5 separate regions of the Mus musculus genome follow, and all the other regions are linked to region 3. The links are chromatin contacts, called in public HiChIP or PLAC-seq and promoter capture Hi-C maps. All regions are on one chromosome and are shown on one strand. Each heading gives the region's core, a stretch centred on a gene start, on an enhancer-like site or on the middle of the called end of the contact. The rest is flanking DNA. Distances are from core to core; before and after follow the strand shown. Region 1 holds the start of Fbxo48 (F-box protein 48). Region 2 holds the start of Mdh1 (malate dehydrogenase 1, NAD (soluble)). Region 3 holds the start of Meis1 (Meis homeobox 1). Region 4 holds the start of Sec61g (SEC61, gamma subunit). Region 5 holds the start of Peli1 (pellino 1).

Region 1 (2,700 bases), core at 124-2,623, 2.1 Mb before region 3:
CTCGCCATAGATCTATCATCAAGAAAATGCCACCATAAACTTGCCTACAGTCCAGTCCGAGTGAGACAATTCCTCATTTGAGGTTCCTTCTTCCAAGGTGTCAAGTTGACAAAAACCAACCAGCACACACCAAATGGTGCCCCCTTCCCCCCACCCCCCCACCACCACCACCACATACACACACACCATTTCCTCTTTCCTTGTATTTCTGACTCATATCTTCTATAGAAAGCTATAGGCTTTCTTATGCCAGCTAGTGGGATGTATGGCTTTGATCGGATTGGTGTTTTTTATGAAAGCAGCTCCCTTCCCTCAGCTCTCACCCCAAGGTCTGTTCCTTCTGGTAAGTCTCTGACTTCTTATTTCAGACATTAACTGGGAATGTGAAGAAGCTCAATACACGAGGTAGTCCGCTCTTAAATGTGTCTTCCCAGGGGAGTCACAGTTTCTTGAATCCATAACAGGGGATATTGAGCGTTTCTATGTATATATATGTACATCCTGGAAAGTTCCCCAGGATGCTTTCTGCCATTAGGCCTAAGTAAACAAGTATCTCTTAGCTTCAACATCTTTATAATCAGAGACATATAGAATGTTCAAACTAAAGGCCGTAAGGGTGTAATATGCAAAAGCAGTCTTAGAGAAATACAGAACTGCACGAAAGACTGGCAAGGGGTAAATGTTGAATGCTAGCAAATATCTTCTCTGGGAACAAAACTACAATGTTCAGCTAACTTAATAACCACATAAGCTGAAAGGTTTGCAATTCCATCGTATATAGCAGTCTCGGTAGTCCTTGATATTTCACTATATTTTTGCAAGATGCTACTAGATAGAATACATACCGCATCGAGCGTTAAGCTTCCCCGGGCAGCTCCCTGGAATGTTACTATGCTAAGAAACAAAGGAAATGAGTAACACGATATTATCATCAAAAAAAATTTCAACGTGAACTTTTTCAGCAACCTTTGTCGAGCACACACCTCAGGGAAGGAGCACCTAGTCAGGTTGCAGAGTCCCCTGGGGAGAGAGAGCCTTGGCGCTCAAACTCTCGGCCGTCTCAAAGCCCTCGCTAGCTACCAAAGCACTTTGGGAGTCCCGCCCTTTGCAAGTCCCGCCCTTTGTAAGTCCCGCCCTTTGTAAGTCCCGCTCTTTTAAGTCCCGCCCATGTGCCCGCTGTCACTCAGCGGGGACGCTGGACCTTGCAGTGACTTGGGCCTCCTTTCTTTCCTTCCCTTACGGTGATGAAACGCAGGGTAAACTACCAATCCCAGAAGGCACCGCGCATGCAAATGGGTGGAGCGAGGCTTGAGAGGGCGGGACATGAAGGCCTTCCGGAAAAGATTCAAATCCGGAGGACTGAAATCGCGGGAGGAGCCGGCACCGCGCCTTTAGGTAGGAGAGGCAGCTCTGCCCTTCCCTGCACAGGGACCAGCGTGCTCAGCTGTGGTCGGTCGCTTCTCCTGCCTGTCCTCACAGCACAGGGATGTGGTTGCGCTCGCCAGGACTGGTGTGGGCTCCCTGAGAACTAGTCTTGCCCGACGATGCTCTTTCTCGGTTTGCTCACTCCTAGTGACATTTGACAGGACGGTGGATGGAGGGGCTGGAGGTGGCCCAGAGTGACCGCTCTTCTCAAAGACCCAGGTTTAGTTCCCAGTGTCCACAGAGGGGTCTTGCCACTGACTGTTACTCCATTTCGGGGATCCCACCCCCCTTTTGGCTCCTGCGGGCAGCGCACGCACTGTGTGCTGAGACTTGTTTGCAAGCAAACCGGCAATACACATACATAGAAGCAGATCTTTGAAAAGGAGGTGGGAGGACCGCAAGCTAACGCAATATTTCCGCAAGGTTGGTTCAAAAAGAGGCGACATACAAGGAATAGCTTTCGAGGCATTCAAGAGAGATAATTTAGAAGATTCCTAGTGAGATTTTTGGGAATATGACCAAGGCACCACAGAATGTTCAATTGAAAAACTTCCTGCCTCTTGTGGAATTCCTTTGACAGAAGGAAAGATTTTATTCCTAGGGAGAGCCTGGGAGAAACAGCAAACATCTGAGTGTAGTGTAACCTCCTAATAGAAACTTAGTTTCAAAGATGACACTTTGCCTTTAGTTTGTACCAGTGGTAGGAGGGGAGAAGGTTCGTTGCAAATACTTGATCTTGTGGGTTTTGTCTTGTTTTTGCACACCAAGTTGCTTTCTATTTTCTATTTCTAAAGGAAGCCCCTGTTCAGTTCAGACATTACAGTTCTAACCACAACCAGTTTGGATCATAAACAGCCTAACCAAAGGTAGTCACCATGATGTTACTAACTACAAAGACTCGAGTAGTGCATCTGAAAAGGGAATTGTTAGTCACTGAATGAAGAGATATTTAGCTATACATCAAATGCCTATTGTATCCTGATTCTCCACCACAAAAGGAACTGTAAGTATTATAAAGTAGGTAAACACAAATTGTGCTTATATTGCAACATGGCCCAGGATGATGTGTGCAGCCTTGAAGCTTCCAGAAGCTTCCACTGTGGTCCTTGAGAACATTAGCTGGAATAAGGCTTTACATCTATAGCTATATACTATTCCTAGCTGAATTATGAACTACTTAGATTGTACTTGTCACTCAGTAATAGATTTGGGGACAGTGATCCTTAGCTCATAATTAGGCACATAAGATAGATTGATTTCTAAGACACCACTCTT
Region 2 (2,700 bases), core at 18-2,517, 2.6 Mb after region 3:
ATTTAAAGTGGGGTTTTGGATAAGATGATTGTAAAAAGGTTTTCATATAGGCCTAACAGCCTAAAGTCTGAAGTTCTTGGATAACTAGTGCCACTTTATTACTAAAATTATTAAGACAGAGACTGCTTAAGCCATAATTTAAATAACTACTTATGTGTCAAAATAACTAGGCAACAATGACTGGAAATTAGTAATTATTCCCTTAGGGTTTCTTATAGAGATTGAGGGAGTTTTTGTCCTTGTTTGAAAACATGTCTCCTTGGGTTCTGTGAAATTTCCAATTCATCCAAAAATTTTCAATTCATCTCACATTTCCCATCTTGATATTAAAGGACAACACGTATTTTTAAAATGTAAATTTCAAAGTACTTAGCAATTTCCAGTCTGGTGGCAAATGTCACCTTCAAACAGCATGAAGATTAGTCCTACGTCAGAGCTCTCTTTCACGTCACCCCCCTCCGCCCGCTGAGGACAAGATAGATCTAGAGCTTCAACAAGATGGTTACGTTACATCTGCAAGGAGGCCTTCAGAATTTATGACAGAGTAGTAAAGAATATCGGCACTGTTTGACTAGCGATGCTAGTCCTGTCATTACAAACGGAGATCAAGAATAGGTTTTCAGTAACATTTGTTTTCTTTTAAATCAAATATGGTGGAAACATGTCTCCTGAAAACTGGGATCATAACCTGGAGCACTACCGGTAAATCAACATCAGAGGCCTATTCTTTCCAAGAGCTTAAGAGGCAAAATAGTGTTAGGACCTAATTCTTCCCCTCCCATAATTCTCATCCCCCACAACAAATCCTTTAAGGTCCTTCGGAGAAAATTTTGTCCCTCCTGCGCAAGGACTGAGACCCGACTTTCCAAGGACAGTGATTTCTCTAGAGTCCTTGCGAACCCCTTTCCAGTATCTGGGTTACTGCGACAGTCGTGAGAATGAGTCAGATTTTGCAAACCGCGCGGAGGACAGCTCCCGGCATTACTGCTTTTTAAAAGCGCATCAAGCGCAGGAGGAGGCCGAGAGGCCGGAGCTGCTGCAGGTTCCAGGAGCCCACACTCACCATTATTGCAAACTGCAAGGCCGATCTCTGCACCTGCAAAAGGCAGTCTCCAGCAGTCAGGTCACCTCTACAGCGGAACAGACTCTGGGAGAGAACGCGGGGCTGGCCCGCAAAGGTTCGGCTGGAGACACGGCCCTTTCTGGGAAGTGTAGTTCTTCCGGCGACCTCTGGCGCCCACCTTCGTGCATTCCTGACAGTGCTAAACTACAATTCCCCCAAACCCCTTCTTCCTACGCGCCTCGCTGCAAAGTAGTCCCGGGGCTGAGCCTCGGTGATTGGAGCGCGTCTGTGAGCAGAGGGTTGGTGCTTTGAGTGAGGCGCCTGCCTGATGGCGCTCAGCAATTGGCAGGAGAGGAGGCGTTAACTCGAGGGAGGAGAAACGACCCCTGAGCGACAGCACACGTCGCTCCACCGAGAATCTATCCTCCCCCAAGACTAAACAAGGGCGGCTAAGAGACCTTCCGTTGCTTAAAGCCCGCTCGACCCGGAAACAAAACCTTTTAAAAACTCTCTCAGAGGCGGGAGGAATTGACGCTTGCGGAAGAACGGGCAGCTTCACCGTTGCTAGGCGACGAGGCAGCCTCACCTGAGCGCTCTCCAGACCAAGAGCTTGTGGAGCTGTGTTCTCACGTCCCAGGCTGGTGAGCTCGGCCCCGAGGGTTTTTATCTGGGGGTCAGAACAGGGTGCGGCACTGATGCGCGTATCCTGAATCCGAAGCCGGTGGTTGTGGGCGACCTCCGGAGTCCCCTGTTAGTGTCAGGAGCGTGTGGATGCCACAGTTTTCAGGAGGGACGAAGAGTGTCTTGCAGTTTGAGTCAGTGTAACTTTTCCAAAGTAAAGTCAGAAAGTTTTGTTTGTGGAGTGAGCCCCTTCCTTGTGTTTACTTGTGGTGTACCGATCTAATTTTCTTTGCCGACTGTGAATATTGACACTTTTTGCTCATTCTCTTTTTGGAAACCTGTTACTTCCAGGGGAAGTTGGGAGACACTGATTGTTTCAGGCGAAATGTTAGCAGCTAAAACATCTCAAGAGGCTTTCATTTAAAATGAAAGTTGTTAAGGGAAATCTGTATTCTCCGTTTGTTGTACGGATATTCGAAAACATGTGCCTTGGAACAGACCAATGAATATGCTCTTGGTCTAACGTCAGAATTTTCTGTCACTATTAAATGGATGGTGGATGGCTTCAGTTTTGTTTTTGGAAGATTTAGTATTTGGAGAGAGAAATATGATGCCTTAGTCAGGGCTTCTATTTCTGCGATGAAACACCATGACCAAAAGCAGGTTAGGGGAAAGGATTTATTTGGCCTACTCTTCCACATTTTGGCCCATCATTCGAGGAACTCAGAATAAGTAGGAATATGGAGGGCATGAGCTGTTGCAGAGACCATGGAGGAGTGCTGCTTATTGGTTTGTTCCTCATGGCTTGCTAAGTCTGCTTCTTTATAGAACCCAGGACCACCAGCCCAGAGATGGCAGCACCCATAAAGGACTGGGCTCTTCCCCATCAATCTGTAATTAAGAAAATGCCCTATGGGCTTGTCTACAGCCCGATCTTTATGGTGGAAGCATTTTTCTTTTCAATTGAGAATTCCTCTTAACTTAAGACTGACTGTAGCTTGTGTCTGGTTGACATA
Region 3 (2,700 bases), core at 167-2,666:
ATCATTGTCTCAGTTTACTTTCAAGGCATTTTCATTCAAATAGGAATATTGGGGAAATTAGTATTGCATTTTAAAAGTGAGAGCTCTGTATTTAGTATCTAACTAGTACAGAACTTAGCTAAGGAAAAAATCTACAAACTTATTATCTTGCATAAAATCCCATGCAAATTAAAATTACTTTTATAAAAGGAATGTTTTTCCAACCAAAAATTCACTGCACCAGGACATTACTTAGCGGAAAATGCTCCCCATTTCTACTGATACTGAAGATGAATATAATCGATAATGAGGCAAAAGTTCTCAGCTGTTCATTTTCATTAAACATAGCTTTAAACTTTTGGTCCCTAAATGCTTAAATTACAGCACTGGATATGAAGCATCTTCCCCCTTGTCTTTTTTATCTTTTAAAACAGGTGATTCCTTGAGCTTGTATTTTTATTTATATAGCTGTTGGCTAGGAATCTATAGACAACTTGATCACTTGAATTAACCACAAGAAACATGCATAAGGCTGCAAACGCATTAAGTAAAACTGTCGATTTAGGCCGCGGCTTTAGGATCCTCATTCAAAAAGAGAGAAAGAAAAGAGGAAACTTAGTAGCAGTGTCTTTCAGCCACGTTTCAATTTAATCTCACATTTGACTTCCACAATTGCTTTTAATACGTACCCTTTGCGCCATCGGCCTCTCTGGCTCCCTTCCTACTTCAACTTCTAATATATCCTCTTTAAGGCCAGTGTGAAAAGAAACAAATATGCAAACTCCCCCGGAAAAAAAAATAAAGCACAACAATAACAAAAAAAAATCCCTTTGCGTCTCCAGCAGTGTGAATTACTGGTCCCAGATCTTCGGTCTACCGGACCTGAAGCAAGGCGCCCGCGTCGCTGAGCATAAAAGCGCTCTGGTTCCACCAAGACAGCAGTGGGAGGGGAAAAAAAAAGCAGATCTTCTCTCCCCCCCAAAAAAATCAGTTTAAAAAAAAAGAAAGAAAAGAAAAGAAAAAGAAAAAAAAAAAAGAGCGCCCCTCAGACCCAACTACCAAATCTCATGGCTTTCTGCCACTCCAGCTGTCAATCACAGGCGAGGTTGTCAACGTGGTGAATGAATGATCGTCCGTTCTGTCTTCTTCTGGTCAGAACACCTCAAATGTTAATATTCAAATGCACAAAGCCCTAGCGCCCGCTTTCCTTGAATCAGTCCTAATTCCTAATCAGTTTCTCTCTTCTCTCGCTCTCTTTCTCTTTCTCTCTCCCTCTTTGCAACTGCTGCACTGAAGGGAGATTAGAGAGGAGGGTTAAAAAAATGTCTGTCTGAGTTTGTCTTAAAGGAGCCACGATCGATGCTGCCCGCTTGCAGTCGCCGTGCGTGTGTAAAGTGTGTGTTGCACAGGCGGAGAGGTGGATTCCGACCAGAATGCTAGAACCCGGAAGTAGTGGTGGCCATAACAGGTCGCGTCTTACACAATGCATTGGGCTGCAGCAAGTAGGCTCCTCGGCAGGGGTGGGTGCGCGAAGCGAGCTCTGGCCGCACTGGAGAGGCAGAAAGACACTCCACAAATTCGCACGCCCAGGCACTAACACCACACACCCAGGGCACATGCACACAAATACAGGCTGCAGCTCCCAACCCGCCGGCTTTACGTCCCCTTCCAGCCTCTCTTCCCAAAGCGGACGCTTGAAATAAATCGGGAATAAACGTAGGGCAGGCAGATGCCGGAGTTAATTCGCTCAGGGCTCCGCTCATGAAAGACTTCAAGACTTTCCTCGAAATTATTGGGGTCTGCCAGTATTTTTCGGGGTGGGGGTGATGCCAAAAGTACTGGATTCTCTGCTAGACTCCCGGAGGAGAAAAGTCAAAGCCAGAGCAAGAAGAGGAGCTGGAACTGGACTGGAAAAGGTTCCGCTCGAGAGTCCTGAGAACGTGGGGTAGCGGTCGCCCGGGCGTTCTGCAGACTCAGCTTAGAGGTTTTCTTTTCTTTTCTTTTTTTTCTTTTGGTTTGGGTTTTTTCTTTCTTTCTTTATTTTTTTTTCTCCCCCCGCTGTCAGAAGTGGACGTAGGGCCGGAGGAAAGGAAATGCTTGCATTTTGTCACTTTGAGTCCGGACGTCCCCACCTCCTCTCTTGCAGCCCTCAGCCCCAGCCGCCGCGCGAAGTGAGGGAGGAAGGGAGGGAACAATGAGCCGAGCGCCGGGAATGTGCCCCCAGCGCTTGTTTACAAACACCGAGCTATTTATGACCGCTGGAGAACGAAACTCAACGCGGGCACCAAGCAGCCAGACCTTGCGGGCGGCCGGGGCCTGGGAGCCCCGGGACCCGAGGCTCTTTCTCGATTGCGCTACCGGCAAGTTTAGCCGTGCGCCCGGGGCGCGGCGAAGCTGCAGAGCTCCGCTGCGCTGCGGCTGGGGCTGCCTTTGTCTGGGCGACGCCGAGGGGCTCCAGCCTCGGCCTTGCTCGGGCCTGGAGACGCTGCGCTCCCTCCCACCCCCCACCCCCAGCTCTTTCAGCGGCGACGCCCGGAGCCGGCCTCCCAGACCTCCATCTCTCAATTTGTCTATCTCCGAACCCAGCCCCGTGAAAGCTCCCAGTTCCAGAGAAAAAGAAATCCACTTCGGAAGCTGAGATTTCAGACAAAAGCTGACCCTGCCCACAACTTAAAGTCTCCAACCAGCCAGTGGTTTTTAACTTTCTCTCTTGAAATACCA
Region 4 (2,700 bases), core at 71-2,570, 2.5 Mb before region 3:
GTACTCCATTTCCAGGTCTTAGAAGTCAGATGATAATTACACTCTCTAGCTAGAAAATAGAAGCCCTGCTGGGTCCCAGTTTTAAGCCGTGAACAGTGGACAAATAGCTGAACCACTTAAGGTACACACTAAGAAATCAATTCACAGCCTGATACAGAAAGCAAAGGGACGCCTGTTTTCTCGGTGTTTCATTTAGCTGTTCTTCAAATCCAACAGCCCTAAAACCACTAGACCAACCACTGCACTCGCTGTTAGAGGAGAGCACGAGTCCACTAAGACTTCTCGATGCTGACTACTGATCAAACACTTTTACTTTAAATTTCGACACCTGAACACAACTTCACAAGAGGTTCAAAGCATCAGGCTCTGGAAGCCACAAGAGACAATGAGTTCACCAACAGTGTGAGGATGTTCAGGCAGGGGATGTTCAGGGAGAAGGCTGAACCCTAGATCCAGACGCTAAGCTCTGAGTTCGTGAACTTTTGGAAACCCTCCTCCTTAGAGGTCTTGACTGGCTAATTCCATCTGAGGCTACGTAGGTAGAACCTGTGCCTGGATTTTGCCCTTTTCATAAATGAATGGCTCTCTGTCCACCTGTCCATCAGCGACCCGGCTCAGCCAACTTGTCCACAGTTCTGCAGCTTCCAGGTCCAGCTCCTGGCCTCCAGGCTTATCAAGGACGTCCTCGTGACCCCAGCCCGTGGCCCCTTCGCCGCCCCTTTCCCCGGGGGTTCCTTTGATCTCCACGACCCCCAGGCCCGCTCATCTCGCGCCCACTTAGATCCCGGCCCCAATCATCCCACCGGACGCTCGTACCTCCAGTTTCTTCACCTCCCCTGGTCCCTCCGTGTCCCTGGCCTCCCATCCCGCGGCCCCTTTGTGCCATGAACCCTAGACCAGCTTTCCCCTACCTACCACTCATGAGAAAATCCTTACTTACTGGATGGCGGATTGAGAGCGTAGAGACACGTAGCTCAGGAGAGAACCGAGCCCAACGGAACCGGAAGCTGGCAACCCACAGCCCGCCCATTCCTCCTTTCAATTGGCTCTTCACGCAGAGACGTCACTACGCCGGCGCAGTGCTACGTGTGTTTCTCCCGGCTTCCCGAGCAGAGGCCGACCTGAGCGATTCGGGTCTCTCCAGCTGAACGGGCGGGCGGTGTGGGATCTTGGTTCCCGATTGTTCGCCTCCCGGTCTCGGGCGCAGCCTCTCCAGCAGCCTCTCCAGCAGCCTCAACGTAAATCCACGAAGTGTCGCTAGTTAGTTAGTGAGTGAGTGTCTGCGCTACAGCTATGAGTCTCCCCGCTGCGCATGCAAATAATGTCACTGATCAAAAATGAAACAAACATCTCAGTATGAACGACCTAATTCAAACTATTCTCCATTCCCGGAAAATGACTTTCTGCTTATTATTCATGGGAATATAGAGGGAATTAAGACCGCCTACCTAGAACTTTCTTGTCCCCAATGAGGAATTAGATGTACTGCTGGTACTAACAGTCTCTGAGTGCAATACATTTGACATTTCTGAGTTAAGATTTGTTGCTTGGATAATCTTGATTGGCTCTATCAGTAGGCTTTGAAGAGTTTTTACTTCATTTCACGTGCAACCTCGGGCAAGTACTGTGAAACAGATTACAATACTTTGCTTTCATATGGAGCACAAACCATAATTCTACCATTAGTATCTAAAAGACCTATAAAAATTTTCTTCCAATCACTAAAAAAGATACAGCAGGTTTGCAAGTGTCATGAAGCACTACCTTGAAACATTAGTTCTTTGCTATTTGAAGGAGTTGTTTTTGTATATTCAAAATGAGCAATTAGAGTTTCTTTTTTTAACTCAGCTTGCAGCCATATATTGGGAAGTGACAACTGTCAATCTGGCATAACTTGGCCTTTGGATATAAAAGGGGTTAATGCAGCTACTGTATTATAACATTCTTATGTTTTTCGTGGTTGTTTCAGTATAAGTACGCATCTATAAATCTATCACTTGAGAATAGGAGGTGTGTAGATGTTCCAGGTCACCCTTAGCTACATAGAAATTTGAAGGACAGCTTGGGTTATATGAAAAACGTCTCAAAACAAAACAAATATATATATACACATTCAAGCCCAGGATTAAACACTGCAAAAAGATAAAACAGGAGAGTGATTCATATATTAATGATGTTTAAAGAAACACAGAATCCATAAGAATTCAGGAGAAGTGGAACTGAGTAAAACAAAAAAATATGATTTTTAAAACCACTAAAACAGGGCAGCTAAATATAGGTGACAAACTTCTAGCATACTGTGAAGGATTATCCAAATTAGGTTACTTACTGGCTGGGTTTTTGTGTCAACTTGACACAGCTGGAGTAATCACAGAGAAAGGAGCTTCAGTTGAGGAAATGCCTCCATGAGATCCAGCTGTGGGGTATTTTCTCAATTAGTGATCAAGGGGGAAAGGCCCCTTGTGGGAGGTGTCATCTCTGGGCTGGTAGTCTTGTGTTCTATGAGAAAGCAAGCTGAGCAAGCCAGGGGAAGCAAATCAATAAGAATGATTGGCCTCTCCATGGCCTCTGCATCAGCTCCTGCTCCCTGACCTGCTTGAGTTCCAGTCCTGACTTCTTCAGTGATGAACAACAGTATGGAAGTGCAAGCTGATTAAACCCTTTCCTCCCCAACTTGCTTCGTGGTCATGATGTTTGTGC
Region 5 (2,700 bases), core at 180-2,679, 2.1 Mb after region 3:
ATCTGTCTCTTCCTTGGCAGAGAGAGGGGACAATGAATACAAAGTATGTCTCTTTTATATCTTTACAGCTCTATTTTTGAGGCCCAATAAAGTGCCTGGCACATAGTAAATACCTTTACTTGTTTTTTAGTATTTTATTTAAATATCTACATTAAATATTTTAAATACAGGTGTCTTGCCTGCATATATGTCTATGGGCCAATGAGGCCAGAAGATGGTGTTGGATTCCCTGAAGTTACAGGAGGCTGTGAGTGTCCACATTGGTGCTGGAAAAGAAGCCAGGTCCTTTGGAAGCGTGACCAGTGCTCTTAACTGCTGAGCCCTGCTGAGCCATTCTCTGTCTCCCGTGTACTTGTTTCTTAAATTACTTATTTCTTCATTGATCAAATAATTATGTGGTCTGTGGGCATCCAGGGTTTTTGATCCTAAGACTATTTGAAAATCCTTAGTTTCCCATCTTGAAATAGATGTCTGATTCCTTGGCATTAATGTTTTTTCTTCCAGGTTCTAGGTACTCTATTAAGGGAAACTGAGGCAAATTACCTGTAAACCTTCTGGAGAGCCAGTACTGTGTTTTCTCACACCACCATACATGCATACCTGGTCATTTAGAAAGGGTGTAAGACTTAGCTGAGCACAACATACCCATACCATGTTTCAAGGTGCCGTATGTTGTAATTTGATAGTGAGAAACTTGAATCGGCTAATACATACATTGAACAGTTCTGAACTCTCTCTACTTATCTTTTGAATATATATTTATGGAATCTGGATGTTTGAAGAACTATAGATTTTCAGATGAACAAATTGCAGTACAATGATCCAACAATGCTGTTAATGCTGAACTTGGGTTGGAATTAAATGTAACTAACCGAACAAAGAAATTACAGAATTCTGTTAATGGTCACGCTCCCTACAGTTTTATAACCTAATTGTTAAAACACTAAGAACAAGTAGATTTTTAGTACCTTGGGTAATTCTCTTGAAGGAGGCAAAGGAAGGGGGTATTTATGATTTGCAGAAGAAATCTAAACAACCAAGGAGACTGCCATGTCAAGAGGAAGTTAGATTTCACTGGGCACTTGGAAGTGGTTGGGGGTGGGGTGAAGCAGGAGGGACTGGCTGTGGGCAGGAACCCAATGGCACCAAAGACACAAGACCAGCCTTGTTTAGTCAACTACAGTCCAGAACCTTCAGGCTTAGTGAATGGGTGACTATGGCAACAGTCCCCGCCCCAACCCCCTTGCGCGTGCACAGCGCAGAGCCAGCAGTAGGCTCCTCCACAACAGATACTTTTTTTTTTCTCTCTCGGTAAAGAGAACTACAGTTCCCAAGAGCCCTCTCGGCACCGCCTCGCGATGTGGCCCTGCCCCTTACCCTTATGCCCCGCCCTCCCGCTAGTCCCGGTCCCTCCTTCCCAGTGTGTGTCAGTGACCCAAAGGCGGTTCGAGGCGGAGGGACCGTCGGGGGCGCCGCCGCCGCCTTCTCCAGCGCCAGCAACAGCAGCAGCAGCGGCAGCGACAACAGCAGCAGCGGCAGCAGCGGCCGTGCGGCGCCACCGGATCTGCCTGCAGCCCGGGGAGCTCACCACAAAGCGGGCCCGAGCCTCCCTCTCTAGTCCGCGCTCGGCTCTGCGTTCCACTCGGCCTCGCGGGGCTCGGCGGCTGGCGGGAAGGCGGCGGGCTCCGCTGGTGCCTGCGTTCAACCGGTGCTCGCGCCGCCCCCGCGCCCCGGGTGTCCGTGCGGCGGGCCGAGCTGGCGTTCCGGCCACCAGCAGTCGTCCGGTGAGTGCGGCGCGGGCGGCGAACGGGGGCGCGAGGGCCGGCGGCGCGGAACTTCCTCCGAGCCTTTGCCGGTGGCGGCGCGGCGGCCTGCGCGCCCGCCCGCCCGCGGGGAGGCGGCGGGGAGCAGAGTTTGCGGCGCCGCATCCCGCGCGGAGGGAGGAAGCGCCTTTGTGAGGAGCTGCCCGGAACGCCCTCCCCCACGGCTGGAGCGGGTGCGCGGCGGAGGGGAGCCCCAGCTCGGCGGCCCGGTTCTCGCTCCCGCGGCCAGGCTGCAGGCCGGCGAAGTGGAAGGGGAACAAAGGGGCGGTGGGCTTTTCTTTTGTTTGTGTGAATCTGATAACTTCTCAGCTTCCTTACGTAACACAGAATTCCAAGTTAGTCATTCTTTTTATTGTTATGATTATTGTCATCATCTCTGCGTGCCTCTACGTTTCCTTTCATCTTGGGAATCTCAGAGCATTTTAAAAACACTAATTAATTTCACCTCCCGGCCCTTGCCAAGCCCGTTTCCGTACGTGGGTAAACTGAGGTCCAGAAAGCCCTCAAATTGATGGATACGCTTGATGTACCGCGCTGGTGTCTGAGGCTCCGAAAGCGTTTATGAGTAATAACTCATTCTCCAAATGCCCTGTGGAAAAGTTAAAGATGCTCATTTTACTTACAGGTTAAATGAAGTCTGGAAGAAGTCTAGGTAATTGTTAGGTAGTTGAAACAATAATTCTTTTTAAATAGTATTTGAATCTTAAAACCTCAAAGGACTTTCTGAAAAATGTTCCGAGTGGTGAAGATACTGTAAGTCATCAACTCACTTCGCCATATATTATGTTTATATGTGCAGATCTCTTACAAAGTCAGACAACAATGATGAGGGAGGGGATAGTTTTTACTTAACCTACATTTAACATGTTTAGTCACT

The links. Promoter capture Hi-C pulls out the DNA fragments that hold promoters and counts their contacts. HiChIP or PLAC-seq counts read pairs in DNA pulled down with a chosen protein or histone mark. Capture Hi-C pulls out chosen DNA fragments and counts their contacts.
Region 1: a promoter capture Hi-C map of pre-B cells shows a contact between it and region 3, with 9 times the contacts expected there. The contact joins the promoter of Fbxo48 here to the promoter of Meis1 in region 3. A contact is called at or near these places in 4 of 39 promoter capture datasets (embryonic stem cells, hippocampal neurons, liver and 1 more), 1 of 484 Hi-C or Micro-C datasets (olfactory sensory neurons) and 1 of 115 datasets of contacts at active chromatin or transcription factors (astrocytes).
Region 2: a contact with region 3 is called in a promoter capture Hi-C map of pre-B cells, with 4 times the contacts expected there. The contact joins the promoter of Mdh1 here to the promoter of Meis1 in region 3.
Region 4: a promoter capture Hi-C map of liver shows a contact between it and region 3, with 5 times the contacts expected there. The contact joins the promoter of Sec61g here to the promoter of Meis1 in region 3. A contact is called at or near these places in 1 of 39 promoter capture datasets (pre-B cells), 1 of 115 datasets of contacts at active chromatin or transcription factors (astrocytes) and 3 of 9 other capture datasets (adipose tissue, embryonic stem cells and liver).
Region 5: a contact with region 3 is called in an H3K27ac HiChIP or PLAC-seq map of acute myeloid leukemia, with 11 times the contacts expected there. The contact joins the promoter of Peli1 here to the promoter of Meis1 in region 3. A contact is called at or near these places in 1 of 39 promoter capture datasets (pre-B cells) and 1 of 115 datasets of contacts at active chromatin or transcription factors (acute myeloid leukemia).

What each region holds. Positions count from the first base shown.
Region 1 is chr11:16,950,037-16,952,736 of GRCm38.p6, forward strand. It overlaps Fbxo48 (F-box protein 48), which reads left to right and starts at 1,374. Exons shown (of 4, transcript NM_176982.2): 1 at 1,374-2,428. Eldr (Egfr long non-coding downstream RNA) reads right to left here and starts at 1,246. Exons shown (of 4, transcript NR_110425.1): 1 at 984-1,246; 2 at 846-894.
Region 2 is chr11:21,570,667-21,573,366 of GRCm38.p6, forward strand. Mdh1 (malate dehydrogenase 1, NAD (soluble)) reads right to left here and starts at 1,268. Exons shown (of 9, transcript NM_008618.3): 1 at 1,064-1,268. The coding sequence starts at 1,066. It overlaps Wdpcp (WD repeat containing planar cell polarity effector), which reads left to right and starts at 1,615. Exons shown (of 18, transcript NM_145425.3): 1 at 1,615-1,704.
Region 3 is chr11:19,017,553-19,020,252 of GRCm38.p6, forward strand. It overlaps Meis1 (Meis homeobox 1), which reads right to left and starts at 1,417. Exons shown (of 12, transcript NM_010789.3): 1 at 669-1,417. The coding sequence starts at 680. It overlaps Gm16141 (a long non-coding RNA gene), which reads left to right. Exons shown (of 3, transcript XR_381070.4): 3 at 1-778.
Region 4 is chr11:16,507,164-16,509,863 of GRCm38.p6, forward strand. Sec61g (SEC61, gamma subunit) reads right to left here and starts at 1,321. Exons shown (of 4, transcript NM_011343.3): 1 at 941-1,321. The coding sequence starts at 1,030.
Region 5 is chr11:21,089,895-21,092,594 of GRCm38.p6, forward strand. It overlaps Peli1 (pellino 1), which reads left to right and starts at 1,430. Exons shown (of 7, transcript NM_023324.2): 1 at 1,430-1,784.